Linked DNA regions of Cricetulus griseus: region 2 is linked to region 1. The links are chromatin contacts, called in public Micro-C maps. All regions are on one chromosome and are shown on one strand. Each heading gives the region's core, a stretch centred on a gene start, on an enhancer-like site or on the middle of the called end of the contact. The rest is flanking DNA. Distances are from core to core; before and after follow the strand shown.

What was found. A called contact is a pair of places that touch in the nucleus more often than the background predicts.
Region 2: a Micro-C map of the CHO-K1 cell line shows a contact between it and region 1, with 4 times the contacts expected there. The contact joins two enhancer-like sites. A contact is called at or near these places in 5 of 8 Hi-C or Micro-C datasets (the CHL-YN cell line, the CHO-K1 cell line, fibroblasts and 1 more).

The regions. Positions count from the first base shown.
Region 1 is chr6:13,510,092-13,513,747 of CriGri-PICRH-1.0, reverse strand. It overlaps the pseudogene LOC100751552. Among named protein-coding and RNA genes, the nearest start is that of Zmynd8, 26 kb to the left of the region's middle. Within about 2 kb of position 1,822, at least 4 of the 6 cell types and tissues checked have open chromatin away from gene starts, as enhancers often do. A contact at or near this core is called in the CHO-K1 cell line and fibroblasts, where this site is marked.
Region 2 is chr6:13,592,060-13,595,715 of CriGri-PICRH-1.0, reverse strand. It overlaps Zmynd8 (protein kinase C-binding protein 1), which reads right to left. Exons shown (of 23, transcript XM_027423393.2): 11 at 2,172-2,653. Among named protein-coding and RNA genes, the nearest start is that of Zmynd8, 56 kb to the right of the region's middle. Within about 2 kb of position 2,030, at least 3 of the 6 cell types and tissues checked have open chromatin away from gene starts, as enhancers often do. A contact at or near this core is called in the CHO-K1 cell line and fibroblasts, where this site is marked.

The DNA of each region.
Region 1 (3,656 bases), core at 573-3,072:
GGTCTGTTTGTATCCCAGCACGTACTTCCCACTTTTCATAACAAGCTGGAGCCTAGAGTCGATGGACTCCAGAAACTTTTTTGTCTTCTTTGCAGCCACCATCTTCCCGCCTTAGGTGTGGCACAGCCCCCAGTCAAGAGCAGCTGCCACGAAGGCCAGGGAGCAAGAAAGCTATTCATTTATTTTTACTTTTGCTTTGTGTGTGTTTGGGGAGTGCACGCATGTACCTGTGGGTATATGCATGCACGCAGTGTCTTCCTCTTGCTCTCTACGGAAGCTGGAGCTGGGCTGGCTTGCCAGGGAGCTGATCCTCCTGCCTCTGTCTCCTGAGTGCTCCACTGTGCCACTGGTCTTCCCTGGTGCTGGGGCTCAAACCCACGGCCTTGTGAATGCTCCCAACTCCAACAACTGACCTACATCTCCAGTCCTCCTCCTCCTCCTCCTTTTTTTTTTTTAATTTGGACCTGAAGCAAGGGCTCAGCTCTTTCAGAGGGGTGGAATATTGGAATATGGGTCTCTGTTGGGGATGCTCACAAGAATTGTAACTTCAGTTTGGGGATCTGGTGCCCTCTTCTGGCCTCTTTGAGTAATGCAGTCACAGGAACATTGCTCTTTATGTGCAGGGCAGGAGCTTCCTGCCTGAGTTCTTGGGTCAGCAGTTCATCCCTGTCCTGCTTCAAAGCCAGAAGCAGATGACAGAACACAGAACACAGCTGCTCTTCCATACTTCTCCCAATTTCCTTCAATTTACAACACTCTTAATCCCAGCACTCGGCAAACAGAGGCGGGCGGATCTTTGTGAATTCCAGACCAGCCTGGTCTACAAGAGCTAGTTCCAGGTCAGCCTCCAAAGCCACAGAGAAACCCTGTCTCGAAAAACCAACCAAACAAACAAACAATTTACAACATTCATTATTGGACTAGAGAGTTGGCTCAGCAATTAAGACAGACACCTGGGGCCGGGCGGTGGTGACATATGCCTTTAATCCCAGCATTCATCTCAGTGAGTTTGAGGCCAGCCTGATCTACAGAGCAAGTTCCACAGGACAGGCTCCAAAGCTACACAGAGAAACCGTGTCTCAGAAAACCAATAATTGTAAAATGGTCAAGTGTGATTAAAATACACCTTTAATCCCAGCACTCTGGAGGCAGAGGCAGGTGGATCTCTGTGAGTTCGAGGCCAGCTTGTTTTACAGAGTGAGTTCCAGGACAGCCAGTGTTATACAGAGAGACCTTGTCTCTAAAAAGGGGAGGGGTGATGAGGGGCTGGAATTCATCGGTAGAGCACTTGCCTAGCATGTGCTAGGTCCTGGGTTTGATGTCTGGTGTGTGGCTGGATGTCTAGGCTGAGAGCTTTGTTGGCACTTCCCTGAGAGCTACTGCTCCAAGTTAATTGCTCTAACAGTGGACAGCCTGATGCCTGAAAGATTCTGTTTCTGATTACATGCTTACAACTACCCAATGGAGTTGTTACTGACACCATTTCACCAATAATAACAGATAATACAAGTTCCAAGGGGGGCATGGATCATACAGACAGAGTGTGGGTCTCAACATTGATCTTCTAAAGCAAAAGGGAACCTGTGTAATCTAGTTCCTTCTGGGACCAGAAAGTTGATTGTGTCCAGCCAGGGTCAACCAATACACCTCAAGCCAGCCAGCAAACGACTTCAGAAAGCAGGGACTGTGGGCACATGGCGCCCCCTGGTGGAGGATCAGTGTTCTGCTTCTGGCAGGCGGGGTTCTTCTCTGAGTCATGCCCATTCTTGGGTCTCATTGAGAACATGGAAAATATTATTCAGCCCATTCCATCCTCAGACAGAACGCAGGGTGTTGAAAGGAGGTGGGGACTACAGCGCTGAGGAATGCAGAGGAAGGGTGTGGACAGGCCCTGGGGACTCCAGGAACTAGGACTTGGAAGGCACAGCTGATCAGGCTCTCACCTTTGACCTTGCCCAGGATCTTGCTGAGGAAGTCAGGCCAAGCTCACCTAGTTCTTTGGGAGGTTTAGAAGTCCCCCAACACTGATTCTGCTTTGGAAGCTGGGCTATCTAGTTCATTGCCCAGATGTTATCTGAGGCCCAGTGTTTGCTGGGTGCCAGCCTCACCCTGAGGACATAGAAATAAACAAAACAAATTCCCCACTTTGGGCTCTCAGGCTTCCTGCCTCCCACATTATCCCTTTCAAACATATTCCTGCCATGACTCCATTTGCCACCGGGCTGCAGAAGTAAAACAGATGTCTGATCCTGGATTTTGGCCCTGAAGATGGCAAGCTACATGAACTTTGCCTACACACTTGCAAAGAGGGAACAACTTGACAGTCCTGGTGGTTGAGGCCTGTAATCCCAGTACTCAGCAGGCTAAGGCAGGGGTTCTATTGTTTTGTTTTGTTTTCATTTGGTTTTTTGAGACAGGGTTTTTCTGTGTAGTCTTGGATGTCCTGGTACTCACTCTGTAGAACAGGCTGGCCTCAAATTCGTCAATCTACCTGCCTCTGCCTCCTGAGTGCTAAGATTAAAGGTGTGTGCCACAACCACCTAACCTAGCCAGTTGTCCTATTGTTAATTCAAAAGTTTTTACTGCAGTAGGTGAGAGTTCATTGTTTGGAGGTGCCCTGCTGCCAAGACTAAGGACCTGGGTTTATTCCCTGGGACCCACTAATAGAAGGAGAGTTCCCCAGCTCGTAGGGCTTGTCTTTCCATCTACACACACACACAGACACACACACACTAAATAAAATCGTGTCTCAAAAAAAAAACAAACAAGCCGGGCGTTGGTGGCGCACGCCTTTAATCCCAGCACTTGGGAGGCAGAGGTACTCGGATCTCTGTGAGTTCGAGACCAGCCTGGTCTACAAGAGCTAGTTCCAGGACAGTCTCCAAAGCCACAGAGAAACCGTGTCTCAAAAAACCAAAAAAGAAAAAACAAACAAACAAACAAACAAAACACCCATTTTACTACTACGTTGGCTCATTTAAAAAATTATTTTTTAGGTTTTTCTAGACAGGTTTTCTCTGTAGCTTTGGAGCCTATCCTGGAAATCGATTTGTAGACCAGGCTGGCCTCGAACTCACAGAGATCTGCCTGCCTCTGCCTCCCAAATGCTGGGATTAAAGGTGTGTGCACACCACCACCCAGCTTCACTTTTAATTTTTTTTTTAAGATTTATTCATTGGGGGTTAGAGAGATGGCTTAGAAGTTAAGAGCACTGACTGCTCTTCCAAAGGTCCTGAGTTCAGTTCCCAGCAACCACATGGTGGCTCACAACCATCTGTAATGAGATCTGTAATGTAATAAATCAAAATTTATTCATTTATTAAGTATAGTGTTCTGCCTGCATGAATGCCTGTAGGCCAGAAGAGGGCACCAGATCTCATTACAGATGGTTGTGAGCCACCATGTGGTTGCTGGGAAATTGAACTCAGGACCTCTGGAAGAGCAGCCAGTACTCTTAACCTTTGAGCCATCTCTCCAGCACCCCACTTTTAAATTTTTAAATACGGCCAGGAATGATAACTGCTTAGGCACAGGTTTTAATTAATTAATTAAATTAATTTGGGTTTCCAAGACCTGGCTGCCCTTAAACTCACAGAGATAGCACCTGCCTCTACCTCCCGAGTACTGGGATCAGAGGGGTGCCCTGCCACCACCTA
Region 2 (3,656 bases), core at 781-3,280, 82 kb before region 1:
TGCAGCAGGCAAAGACACTTGCCATTCAGCCTGATGACCTGAGTTCAACCCCCAGAACCCACATGAAGAAGCAGAGACCTGACCTCTGCAAGTTGCCCTCTGACCTTGACAGGCATGCTCACCCACATATAGGTGCACCCCTTTAATACCAGCACGAGGGAGACAGGCAGGCAGAGCTTGGGTTTAAGGCTCTAAATCCTCCTGGTAACACGAGCTCCATCACAGTATAATGGGCCCTCTGAATTCCTGAGAGCTACTCACATGGTTTCTCTACTTTATACCATTTTGGATGGACCCCAGCCTGATCTCAACTGTACGGTCCCTGGCTGTGGCGGTGTCTAAAAAAAGTGTACATGGCCTCTCCCACTACTAACAGAAGCAGGCCGGAGGGTGCAGGCCTGGCTGACAGTTCCTACTGATCCTTATAGTCTACAGTGACAACTGGGGTCCCATCTGTTCCCTGCCCCTGTGCAGCCTGGTATTTAGGGAGGGTACTTAACATTAGAGCTGGGCACAAAAACTTCAGTAGTTCTTCCTTCCCCTGTATATGAGTGTTCTGCCTGCATTTATGTTTGTGTGCCACATGCATGCCCAGGGACCAAGAAGGTCAGAAGAGAACACCAGAGCCCCTGGAACTGTCCTATGCTTGTTACCTATGCTTGTGAGTTCCCATGTGGGTAAAAAGAACTGAATCCAGCTCCTTGGCAAGAACAACCAGTACTCTTGACCACCCAGCCATCTCTCCAGCCCAATTCAATAATTCTTAAAGCATACACTTCAGGCTTCAGTGTTCACCAAACAACACCAATAAAGTTTTATTGAAACTCAGTACCAGTGTCGACAGCTGCAGCAGCCATGACCAAAACACAGAACCTACCCCCAAAATGTCTGTTGTGGGCCCCACACGGGTAGGGGTACAATTTGTGACAATGAAACAATTCTGAATGTCACCCCTTTTTCTTTTTTGAGGGTTTTGTTTTGTTTTTAGTATTTTTGAGATAGGCTCTTATGTAGTCAAGGCTACCCCTTTCAAACTCCTGATCCTCCTTACCTCTACCTACACAACCTTCTCACCCCATCATGTCTGAGACATTTGCTAACCCTATAAGGTGGCCATATAAAAATAAAGTAAGGCTGGTTGTGTATTTTTAGGATAGGGACTTTGAAGTCTAAGCTCTCACCTTTAAAAAACAGAAAAGGAATTTTGTCACAAAGCTTGATGTCATGCCCAAGAGAAGACAGACACTAAATTAAACAACAGGCATTCTTACATTCCTATAAAACTATTTTTTGAAATGCAGAACAGGAGAGCAAATGGGAGCTTGTACATGATGCTTTATTTTATTACACACTAACTCCAAGCCAATTTTTAAAAGAGCAATTGTGGTGGAGCCCACCTGTAATCCCAGCACCTGGAAGATGGAGGCGGGAGCATCAGTCAGAGAACAGCCTGCACCATCTCAGAAATATAAAATTCGCAAATATGAAATATGCGGTTCAATTTTGTGAAGAAAGAGCTCTACTTAAGTCACCCCCTCGTTGTACATCTTCTGAAATCCATGGAGAGAGCAGATTAGAAATCACCAGGAAAAAATAGTTCCATGGCCAACACTTCTGGGTACTGCTCATGTCCTGTTGTGGGTCCTGACTCATTCTGTCCACAAGAGAGCCTATAGGCAGCCAGTTAGGGCTGTCATGGCAACCGTGGGAAGACTAAGGCGTAAAGACATCAAATATGTGGTCCAAAGCCACATCCGCTGAGTGTGAGGCCTGGGAATAGATACTAGCAATAGACACTAGCGTCATCTCCAAAATGCAACCTTGACAGGGGGCACAGTAACTGGGCAGGGAGACCAGTTCCACCTTGTTTCTCATAACACCTGAGCTAACCTTACCATGAACGTGTCAAAAACTAAACTTCTAAGTACAAAGGAATGAGACAAAAGTCACAGAACGCTGTTGTGAACAGCTAAGAGGCCTTGACATTGACCTTGAGCCTGCAGGGTTTCTGCCCGTCTCCACCCCTTTGGGAATACTTCCCTTGTGTCTGGGATCTGGTTACTCATTTACAAGGCTGTGGTGACCTGCCTGCTTGAACCCATGGGTGAGTCACCCAAGGAACCAGAGTGCACCAAGCAGCCTCCTACCCCACTCTCCCAACTGGGGCTGACCTGTGCTCTTATCAAGGAAGTCCAAGGACTCCTCGCTGGCGCTGAAGTGGCTGGATGGGGCCTTCTTCTCGGGGTCCTGCTCCACATCGGAGCCCGTGTGCACAGAAGAGTTCGTACTGGTGGGGGAGCGTGGCATGTCGGACAGGGAGATTCTGCGGCCTGCGCCGCCGCTCAGAAGGGGCTTGCTCAGGAGGATCTTGGGGGATGCTGTCATGTCAAAATTGAGCTTCACTTTCTCCTGTTTGTCTGTCTTGGCAGTGCCGGCGCTGGGGTTGCTAGGATCTAGCAGCATTTGGTACTGGCTATTGGGCGTGTAGGGCGTCCTGAATGGGGAATAATTAAAAACTCCAAACTTCCTCCGTATGTTCTCCACGTAAACTTCCATCTCTTGCATGGCGCTGTTGAAGATACTTTTAGTCTTTTTCACAGAAAAGGGGATTTCTTTAGACATGAGGTAGCAATTATTGATTGGAACCCAGGCTCTAGGAGGGCAAAAGAGAGAGACCGAGTCAGTGTCACTCATTTCCAAGATTATTTATTCTTTTAATTTTCTTAATGCAACCCAAATTAGCCCGTCGGCTGCTTGCCAAGATTCCTAAATGTGGGCTCTCCTTTTTAAATAAACGGCTTGTTTTGAACAGTTAATGAATGATCCACTTCACAAAGGTATTAAGGATGGAACACGAACAACAAAATTTAGCCAGGATATGAAAAGGCTCCGTGCACTTGGCCATCTTAATCTGTTAGAAACACAATGGAGGCCTGCACGACGCTCAGCAGGTGAGGGTGCTGCTGCCAAGCCGAAGGCCCTGCTTTGGCAGAACCCACATGAGGGAAGGAAAAAAGCCCTCCCCCTCAAGTTGGCTTCTGGCCTCTACACATGCACACAAAAAAATGAATAAATAAATGTTAAGAGCCCAAAAATAAATAAAACAACAATCCCTTCAGTTTTCTGCTGTTTCAGAGTAAGAAAAATAGTCAAAGAGTGTTGCGTGACAGATCTGAAGAGGGTACATTTCCTGGGTCAGCTGAATGTGGGCATCCTTTTCATTGCAATTCCGAAAACGGGACAATTCTTTGCAAGTTCATATTCCTAGAAGGAGGTGGCAATTTCAGATTTGAGACAGCATCTCACTACGTAGTCCAGGTTGGCCTGCATCTCAGAATCCTCCTGCCTCTGCCTCCTGAATGCCTTGCCATGTCTGGCAGCACATGAGAAAATAGACATGAGGAAAACTCTTTCTAGTAAGTAGCCTTTGGCTTTGGGGTGGACACTCCTCCTGCTCCTCCAGGGAGGTGGCGTTCCCCTCTATCAGCCCCCACACTCCAGGAAGCTTTGCAGAGACCCCTAAACCAAAAGCATCAGTGGTGCTTTTCCAGAGCCAGCAACCCCTATGACACCCCCACGCCACCCTACCCCCCACTCCCCACCCCCATGACCACAGGAAGGACTGAGAACAACCAACCACACTCCTATGGATTAGG